Regions from separate parts of the Sus scrofa genome. Here region 2 is linked to region 1. A link is a contact called in public HiChIP or PLAC-seq data. All regions are on one chromosome and are shown on one strand. Each heading gives the region's core, a stretch centred on a gene start, on an enhancer-like site or on the middle of the called end of the contact. The rest is flanking DNA. Distances are from core to core; before and after follow the strand shown.

Region 1 (4,264 bases), core at 1,317-3,816:
TTTATATTGAGCTCTTGAAAATAAAAATCCATAATGACTGAAAGCAGATTAGTTGTAGAGGTGTAGGGATGGGGATAGAAGGATGATGATTAACTGAAAATAGGGCTGTGGAATCTTCTGAGGGTATTGGAAATGTTTTAAAATTGGATTGAGGTGATGGTTATGCTCCATATATATACTAAAATCAGTAAAATATACACCTAAAGTAGGTAAAATGTTAAGTTCTCAATATTCTTATGGGAAAATTCTTATCAAAAACATGACTTTTAAACTGTTGGCTGACCTTTATATTGACAGATAATAGTAATGAAGAGAGAAGAATGCTTTAAAAAAGACATTTCAGCCCTAGATTTTTAAAAAATTCAGCAAGAGAAGAAATTGAGCATAACTTTTCTTTCTCCCTCCCTCTCTCCTTCTCTTTCTTTCTTTTTAACTGTTGTAACCATTTTTAGGCGTGCAGTTCAGTAGTTTTAAGAATATTCACATTGGGAGTTCCCATTGTGGTGCAGCGGAAACCTATCTGATTAGGAACCATGAGGTTGTGGGTTTGTTCCCTGGTCTCACTCAGTGGGTTAAGGATCTGGCATTGCTGTGAGCTGTGGTGTAGGGCACAGATGTGGCCCAGATCCTGCATTGCTGTGTCTGTGGTGTAGGCCTGCAACTAGCTCTGATTTGACCCCTAGCCTGGGAACCTCCATATGCTTGGGTATGGCCCTAAAAAGCAGAAAAAAAAAAAAAAAAAAAAAATTTTTTAAAAGAAGAGTAGTTGCATTGCTGTGAAACAAATCTACAGAACTTTTTCTTCTTGCAATCTAAAACTCCATACTCATTACACAGCTCCCTTTCCCCCTTCCTCACAATCCTTGTAACCACCATTTCACTTTCTCTATGAATTTGACTACTTTAAATACTTCACATAAGTGGAATCATACACTCTTTTTGTGTGTGCCTCGGGTTGTTTAACTTAGCAGGGCCAGATTCTATTTATAATATATTATCTAGTGCCATAAATAAAAATTAGTTCTAGATAAGGTAAATAATTAAGGAAACACATTGAACCAAATATGTACAATCTTCTAAATAGGAAGCACTTTCCAAACTTAGGCTATTATATAAAAGAACACATACAAAAATATTAACACATTTTATAGCACAAAACTAAAAGTCTACTGTGTTTCTTAAAAAAATAGCATATCACATTTAAAAAAACAAAGAAAACATACAGTGAGCATAGTATCTTTATTTTCGATATTAAAGAGTTAATATAGTATGTAAATATCTTACATAAAATTTTATATCAGTACTTTTAGATATTAGTGTTACTATCTCAATATAAGATTATACAAATTCATATGGAAACTACTAAAAGTTTTTAAAGAAGAAACAAAAATCATAAGAGGAAGTAATCAGGAGTATGTGCACATTAAGTGAATAAGTACTGATTTCACTATGTGTGGTGAGCTCTGGTTTTAAAAAGTTTGGCAGGAGTTCTTGTTGTGGCGAAGTGATTAACGAATCCGACTAGGAACCATGAGGTTGCGGGTTTGATCCCTGGCCTTGCTCAGCAGGTTAAGGATCCGGCATTGCCGTGAGCTGTGGTGTAGGTCGCAGATGTGGCTCGGACCCCAAGTTGCTGTGGCTGTGGTGTAGGCAGGTGGCTACAGCTCTGATTAGACCCCTAGCCTGGAAACCTCCATATGCTGAAGGAGTGGCCCTAGAAAAGAAAAAAAAAAAAGTTCGGCAGATGTGATTTTCTACTTTTATAATGGATTGTGATATTCAAAGTCAAAATAAAAATAATTGTCTATAAATTAGCTGACAGGCATATGCCCTCTAAATGTTTTTGCTTTTTGTTTTCAGGAAGTATTGATGAAGATGTTGTGGTGATAGAAGCTTCCTCCACTCCCCAGGTCACTGCCAATGAAGAAATTAATGTTACCTCAACTGACAGTGAAGTGGAGATAGTAACAGTTGGGGAAAGCTATCGGTAAGATTTTAATTCCTAGTCGTATGTTTGAAATTCAAAATATAAATTTTGGGAGTTCCCGTCGTGGCGCAGTGGTTAACGAATCCGACTAGGAACCATGAGGTTGCGGGTTTGGTCCCTGCCCTTGCTCAGTGGGTTGACGATCCGGCGTTGCCGTGAGCTGTGGTGTAGGTTACAGACGCGGCTCGGATCCCGCGTTGCTGTGGCTCTGGTGTAGGCCAGTGGCTACAGCTCCGATTGGACCCCTAGCCTGGGAACCTCCATATGCCGTGGGAGCGGCCCAAGAAATAGCAACAACAACAACAACAACAACAACAAAGACAAAAGACAAAAGACAAAATATATATATATATATATAAATTTTGTGTCCTGGTGCTCCCTTTGTATAAGTGGTGCTGCATTTATACTTCACATGTACCCTTCCAAAGAACTGTCAGCTGGGCCCAGGCTGCCCTCCTGTGAGTTCAGGCCACTGTTGTCTTTGATGAGGAAACACCATGAGGACACAAAACAAATGGGTTGTAACAAGTTCTGCATTCCATCAGGTCACAGGGCCAAAGGGACAAACAGTGTGAACTGGAAATTGGCACTTGCCATATGCCTCTGCATAGATTAAATCATGAGTCACTGCAGCTCCTGACCCTTAGCACACCCTGAAAGAAGCTCAGGGTGAAGAATAGGAGTGAGGTACTCTGTGCTCTGGAAAAACTGACAGAACACATCTTCAGATAGGTATTGTCAGGAGAAGATTTTATGAGTCCAGTTCTGGCATCTCCTCATATCTAGAAAAGCACTAAAATCCTTCATGATGTCTGTTCCTTGTGACTAGCAGTAACCTTCACAAAACTAGCAGTGACCTTCTCCAAAATGTGTGCTTGCTTGCATGGACCTCCCCATTTCACCAAAATCATATATAGACCATACCCTGCCTCTTTGGAGTGATTTTTTCAGAGCTGTCTGAAGTGCTTCCTCCCAGGCTGTAGACCTTATTTTGCCCCAAATAAAACTTAACTCTCAAAAAAATTATTTATGTATATATTTATATTCATATATAAATATTTAGACATATTTATGCTACAAGTATTTGCATTTTTTTTTTGACCTAGTTCGAGTATGTTATAGCAACTGGATTAGTGGTTGTCAGATTAAGCTGCATTATAGTCATCCACATAGATTATAAAATATATTCTGAATCATAGTCCAGCAGATCCAGAATCTTAGGGATCAGTATTTTTTTTAAGCACCCCAAGTATACAGTAAGTGTAGGGAGTTCCCCGGTGGCACAGTGGGTTAAGGATTCAGTGTTGTCACTGCTGTGGCTTGGGTTGCTCCTGTGGCATGGATTTGATCCCTGGCCCAGGAACTTCCACGTGCCACAAGTGCAGCCAAAAAAAATAGTCATTGCTCTTGGTAAACAGCAGTTTTACATGGTGTTTTACAAAACTGAGTTTTCAAACTCAATTTCAGAGAGTTCACAAACTCCTTTGGAATTTAGATGTGAATAGTACTTAAATATTGGGATCTGATATTGATATCTCATCAGTACCAGTGACATTTGTATTATTATATTAGGACAACCTAGTAGGAAACGTATTTTTTGAATTTTTTTAACCTTCACTTTTAATATTATGTAAGCCCTTAAATGAAAAATCCTCATTCGTTTTGATAAATAACTAGAAATGGCATTGCCCTTTTGAAAATCACTTTGACCAAGGAAAAAAAAAAAGAGAGAGAGAGACCCTAATACTATATTTACCATGTGCTTTAGTTGATTACAAATGTTGGTAAGGGAAGAAGTAAAGTATTCCTCTCTTTCATTTGATACACCAAACTAACCTATGGATGCATTGTAATTTTTGTGCTGTAATGAATTTAGAAATGTATTTGCTTAATTTTAATTTGTTACTGATTTTTTAAAAAGACATTCTTGCTTCAGAAGCATGTTACAAACATACCTAGAATATGCTTCTCTACTTGCCCATTGGGGTACTACTTTTAATATCACGGAAGAGAGCACTCTATAATATGTCCATAATTGTTTTAAATTTTCAGTGATTTTCCTGGACTCTGAGGAAAATTGATAGTTCACGGTATATGCCACAGTTATCCTGTGACTGCCATAGTGCCTTTGGTTCAACACTGATTGGGTGTAAGGGTTGTTGAAGTGGTTCAGGAGAAAGAGAACTGTTCTCTTTTTCCCTGTGGAACCAGAGAGCTTTCTTGTCATGAAGATGCTTAATGGTCAAGGAGATGCATTTACCATAGTGATAGTGATCT
Region 2 (4,264 bases), core at 883-3,382, 140 kb before region 1:
AGCAGAGATGGAAGATGGGTTATGTCCTAATACAACAGAGGTTATGTTCTAATACAGAAAGTTAGGAGGAAGAAAAAAAAAGAAAAAAAAGCAATATCTATGAAGCACAATAACATGAAGTGCAGTAAAACAAACCATACCTTACATAATAAAAACTATTCATAATAATATTATATATATATATTTCCAGCAATTCCATTCCTAGATATTTACTCAAGAGAAATGAAAACATGTGCAAAGAGTTGTACACAAATATTCATACCAGTTTTATTATAGCCAAAACCTGTCAGCAACTCAAATTTTCATCAAAAGGCAGATGCATAAAAAATTGTAATACATCCAAACAGTGTAATACTACACAGCAACAAAAAGAACTACTGATATACAAAGCAATATGGCTGAACTGCAAAAACATTACACTAAACAAAAGGAGCTAGATACAAAAGAAGATTACTCTAGGAAGCAAAATGTCCAGTGATAGAAAACACATAAATGGTTGCATGGGCCTGAAGAGATGAACTGCCATGTCCAGGAAAGGGCACAAGTAAAACCTCTAGTGATGAAAATATTCTGCATCTCAAAAAATGGTAGTGGTCACTTGGGTGTGTTCACTTATCAAAACTTATTAAACTGTATACTTAAAATGTGTGCATATTTGTAAATTTTATTCAAAATGTTAAAAATTGTACTTCTATATACTAGCAACAAATGATTGAAAATTGAAATTTAAAAATTCCATTTATAATAGCATCAACTGTACTATTTAAATATAAATTTAACAAAACATACACAAGAACTGTACACTGAATACCAGACCCTGAGTTACCTCATTTCTGTCATTCTGTGTCCACTTGGTTTTTCTGTTTAAAATTTTAAAACTAGTTAAACAGAGTGAGAATTATAAAATGTACTATTTGCTTTATAAGTATAAATTTTGGTTTAACACAAAAAATACTTCACTGAACTGTAATAATATCTTTTAAATTGAACATTTATTTTTAAATTCAAGAGCAATTAAGGAAAATGCTTATTATGGCAAATAATTTTGTCATATGGAGGAGGATGTGTTTAGAAATTGTTTTGTGGTATCAGCTGTACTACATAGGTCATTGGTCATATCTCCCCTACACTGGATGAAATAATTTGAAGTTTGAATCTTGGTTTCACCACTTGCTATCTATATGATCCTGAGCAAACTGTTCCTTAGTTTCCACACATTAAAATGGGAATAGTGCCTATACATAAATCATAAGCTTGTTATTAGAATTAATTAATGCATGTAAATTACCTAATACAATGCTAGCACATGCTGCGCGCTCAGTAATACTAACTTCTGTGATGACAAACAAGCTCATAAGACATTTAACATGCATGACACAGATTAATAAGCATGAAGTATTAGCTATCTCATTGTGTGCTAAGATTTTTTTTTCCCCTTTAGTTTCCTGTGATTAGTTGGAATGACGAGAGTTGACTATATTTTGCATTTTTATGGAAGTCAGACAGGAATCATAAAGGCCATAAATCTGTGGATAAAGGAACCAGGGTCCACAAAGGTTAAATTATATGTTCCAACTAGCAGGATCAGAACCAGACTCCAAGGCTCCTAACTCTGGATCTAGTGTCTTCATCTTTTTAAAAAGAGTTACCTGACCGTAACTCTTGTTGAAGGTGACTCTCCAGTTACTAGAATGAAAACAAAGTACTGTTTCCCCAAATAATACATAGTAGTAGTACTTCACAGCTCAACCAAGTTAGTTCTGAAAGCCACAAGTTCCTAAAGCTGATGCTGAAGTTCCTCTTCCCTTACTCTCAGTGATTCAACTACATCAAATTATTTCATCATTGGTTAACCAGAAAATTAATCAGAGCATCTCATCTCACTGGCAAAAGATGGTATTTCTAAAACTAAAATGACGTGTTGGAGCAGTGAGGAAAACTCTACTAACCATAAAATTGCCAGCTGGTCTTGGAAGAGCATTGGGTCTTACCTACTCTAAGCTCTGCCCCCATAGTGGTTCCCAAACCTGGCTGTGCATACGAATTCTCAGGGGGACTTTTGCAGAAGAACATCCCTAGGTCACACCCTGAATGTCCTGGAGTAGGACTCAGGCTTGAGAACTATTTACTGCCTTATCTTGCCCAATTAGACTTAAGATTTCGCCATCAGCAGCTGTACCCGTTCAGTTCTCTGTTTAACCAGCAACATTTCCAAATTCACTTTTTCTCTTCTGCTTTATTTTTATTCATTTATTTTGCTTTTTTAAGGGCCGCACCCACAGCATATCAAAGTTCATAAGCTAGAGGTCAAATCAGAGCTGTAGCTGCTGGCCTACGCCACAGTAACAGCAACACAGGATCCCAGCTGCGTCTGAGACTTATACCACGGTTCACAGCAGTACCATATCCTTAACTCACTGAGCAAGGCCAGGGATTGAGCTCATATCCTCATGGATACTAGTCGGGCTCGTTACTGCTGAGCCACAACGAGAACTTCCCTCTTCTGCTTTATAATTAGAGACCATGATATGAATTTGCTAAAACAAGAGAATTAATGAGAATTAGTTCAGGGTTCTACACGTATTTTTGTCATTTAAATCCTAACAACAGCCCCGCAAGGTAAGCCAAGTTGATCTTCTTGGACTTACAGATAAACTGCCCATAATGGCACCCACCTAGTAAATGGCACAGTTTTCACTTGAACCCCTAATTCTTCACATTCCAAAGTCTTTAGATGGGACAACACTGTACATTGCCCCCCACATGAAAGCCTTTCCTAGTGCACAATCTGGCCTAAGTTTGAGCAGTTCAGTGGTAATGATGTATACAAGGTGATGAAGACCCAGTGAAGTCATCTTTCTTGAGGCCAGAAAGGTGGACCAAGGAAGGCAGATCATTTGGAGAATAAAGTGAAAGTCATTTGAAAAGCTCATGGGTACATGATAATTTTAAGAAAATTTGGATTTTTTGAAGGGTTCTTCCTTATTTTACAGAATCATAATATTACAGATTTTTAGTCATTATATACTTAAGGAATGCACCATATGACACTTACTTGCTGTGTTATCTGATCTGTCTCCTCCCCACTCCATCTCTCAAATGCTGGCAGCATGATGGGCAAATTAATGAATTAATATATGGTGATGGACATCACTAGAAACTTCAGAGAAAGAAAATGGTCTCTATCCAAATGACAGATTCTTGCTTGAGCGTTTGATGTACTTAGGCAGTCTTTAATAAACCAATGAAATTTTAACTACTGAGCAGTGTTCATACTCTTATTTCCTAACCCTGTTGGCAAATCCAAGGAGGAATATATGCTTTTATGAGCTTGGAGCTAGAGCAAAGATGACTTGATGGTTAATAATCATGCCTAAGGCAGGAATCTCCTCTCAGGGAGCATGAGCCCCTTGGCTTAAGTCTGATGGTCTGGGCAGTCTATCTCTAAACAGTCCCATTTCTTACTGGTCACTGCACCAAGGGGTGGCTTATGAGGCTTTTGGCCTTCCTCAAGCCCTCACCAGATACTCTCAAAGTTACTGATAAGTATTCAGTCTTAAAAGTATGTTGGTTACACCAATGCAATTTCAAGACAAAACCCAGATCCCCCCACTCTAACCACTACTCCAACCAGACTGCAGCTCCTATACCCCTACTATAAAAATTCTGGGGAGTTGCCATTGTGGCTCAGCAGTAACAAACTCAACTAGTATCCATGAAGCCCCGCTCAGTGGGTTAAAGATCCAGCATTGCTGTGAGCTGTGTGTAGGTCGCAGACATGGCTTGGATACCTCATTGCTGTGGCTGTGGTGTAGGCCAGCGGCTACAGTTCCTATTCAACCCCTAGCCTGGGAAATTCCATATGATATGGGTGTGGCCCTAAAAACAAACAAAAAATCTGAATGCTCCACATAGCTAGTCAACAGTATATATTAAGTAGGTACTAAGTGTCAGATGCTCAGGATACGGCAATAAAAAAACAAACAAAAACCAGACAAAAACCACTGCCCTCCTAGAGCTTATATCCAAGTTGGAAGAGACAAACAATAAATGTCAGATGGGAAGAGGGAGGTAGAATATTAAGGGTAGGACAGTGTAAATACCAGGGAAGATATCACTGAGAAAACATTTTCACAAAGACCTGAAGTGGGATATGTGGATATCTGGGGGAAATGGATACCAGATCAAAGAATCAATGCAAAAGGCCAGAGATGGGATGTCATACTCAAGAAACAGCAAGAGGCCAATGTGACTGAAACAAAGT

What was found. HiChIP or PLAC-seq counts read pairs in DNA pulled down with a chosen protein or histone mark.
Region 2: a contact with region 1 is called in an H3K27ac HiChIP or PLAC-seq map of alveolar macrophages. The contact joins two enhancer-like sites. A contact is called at or near these places in 1 of 47 Hi-C or Micro-C datasets (epiblast stem cells) and 1 of 2 datasets of contacts at active chromatin or transcription factors (alveolar macrophages).

The regions. Positions count from the first base shown.
Region 1 is chr1:112,994,358-112,998,621 of Sscrofa11.1, reverse strand. RNF111 (E3 ubiquitin-protein ligase Arkadia) reads left to right here. Exons shown (of 14, transcript XM_013992925.2): 3 at 1,861-1,987. Among named protein-coding and RNA genes, the nearest start is that of CCNB2, 54 kb to the right of the region's middle. Within about 2 kb of position 2,566, at least 2 of the 83 cell types and tissues checked have an H3K27ac peak or open chromatin away from gene starts, as enhancers often do. A contact at or near this core is called in alveolar macrophages, where this site is marked.
Region 2 is chr1:113,137,764-113,142,027 of Sscrofa11.1, reverse strand. SLTM (SAFB-like transcription modulator) reads right to left here. Exons shown (of 21, transcript XM_021073623.1): 21 at 1,424-4,264. Among named protein-coding and RNA genes, the nearest start is that of SLTM, 55 kb to the right of the region's middle. Within about 2 kb of position 2,132, at least 3 of the 83 cell types and tissues checked have an H3K27ac peak or open chromatin away from gene starts, as enhancers often do. A contact at or near this core is called in alveolar macrophages, where this site is marked.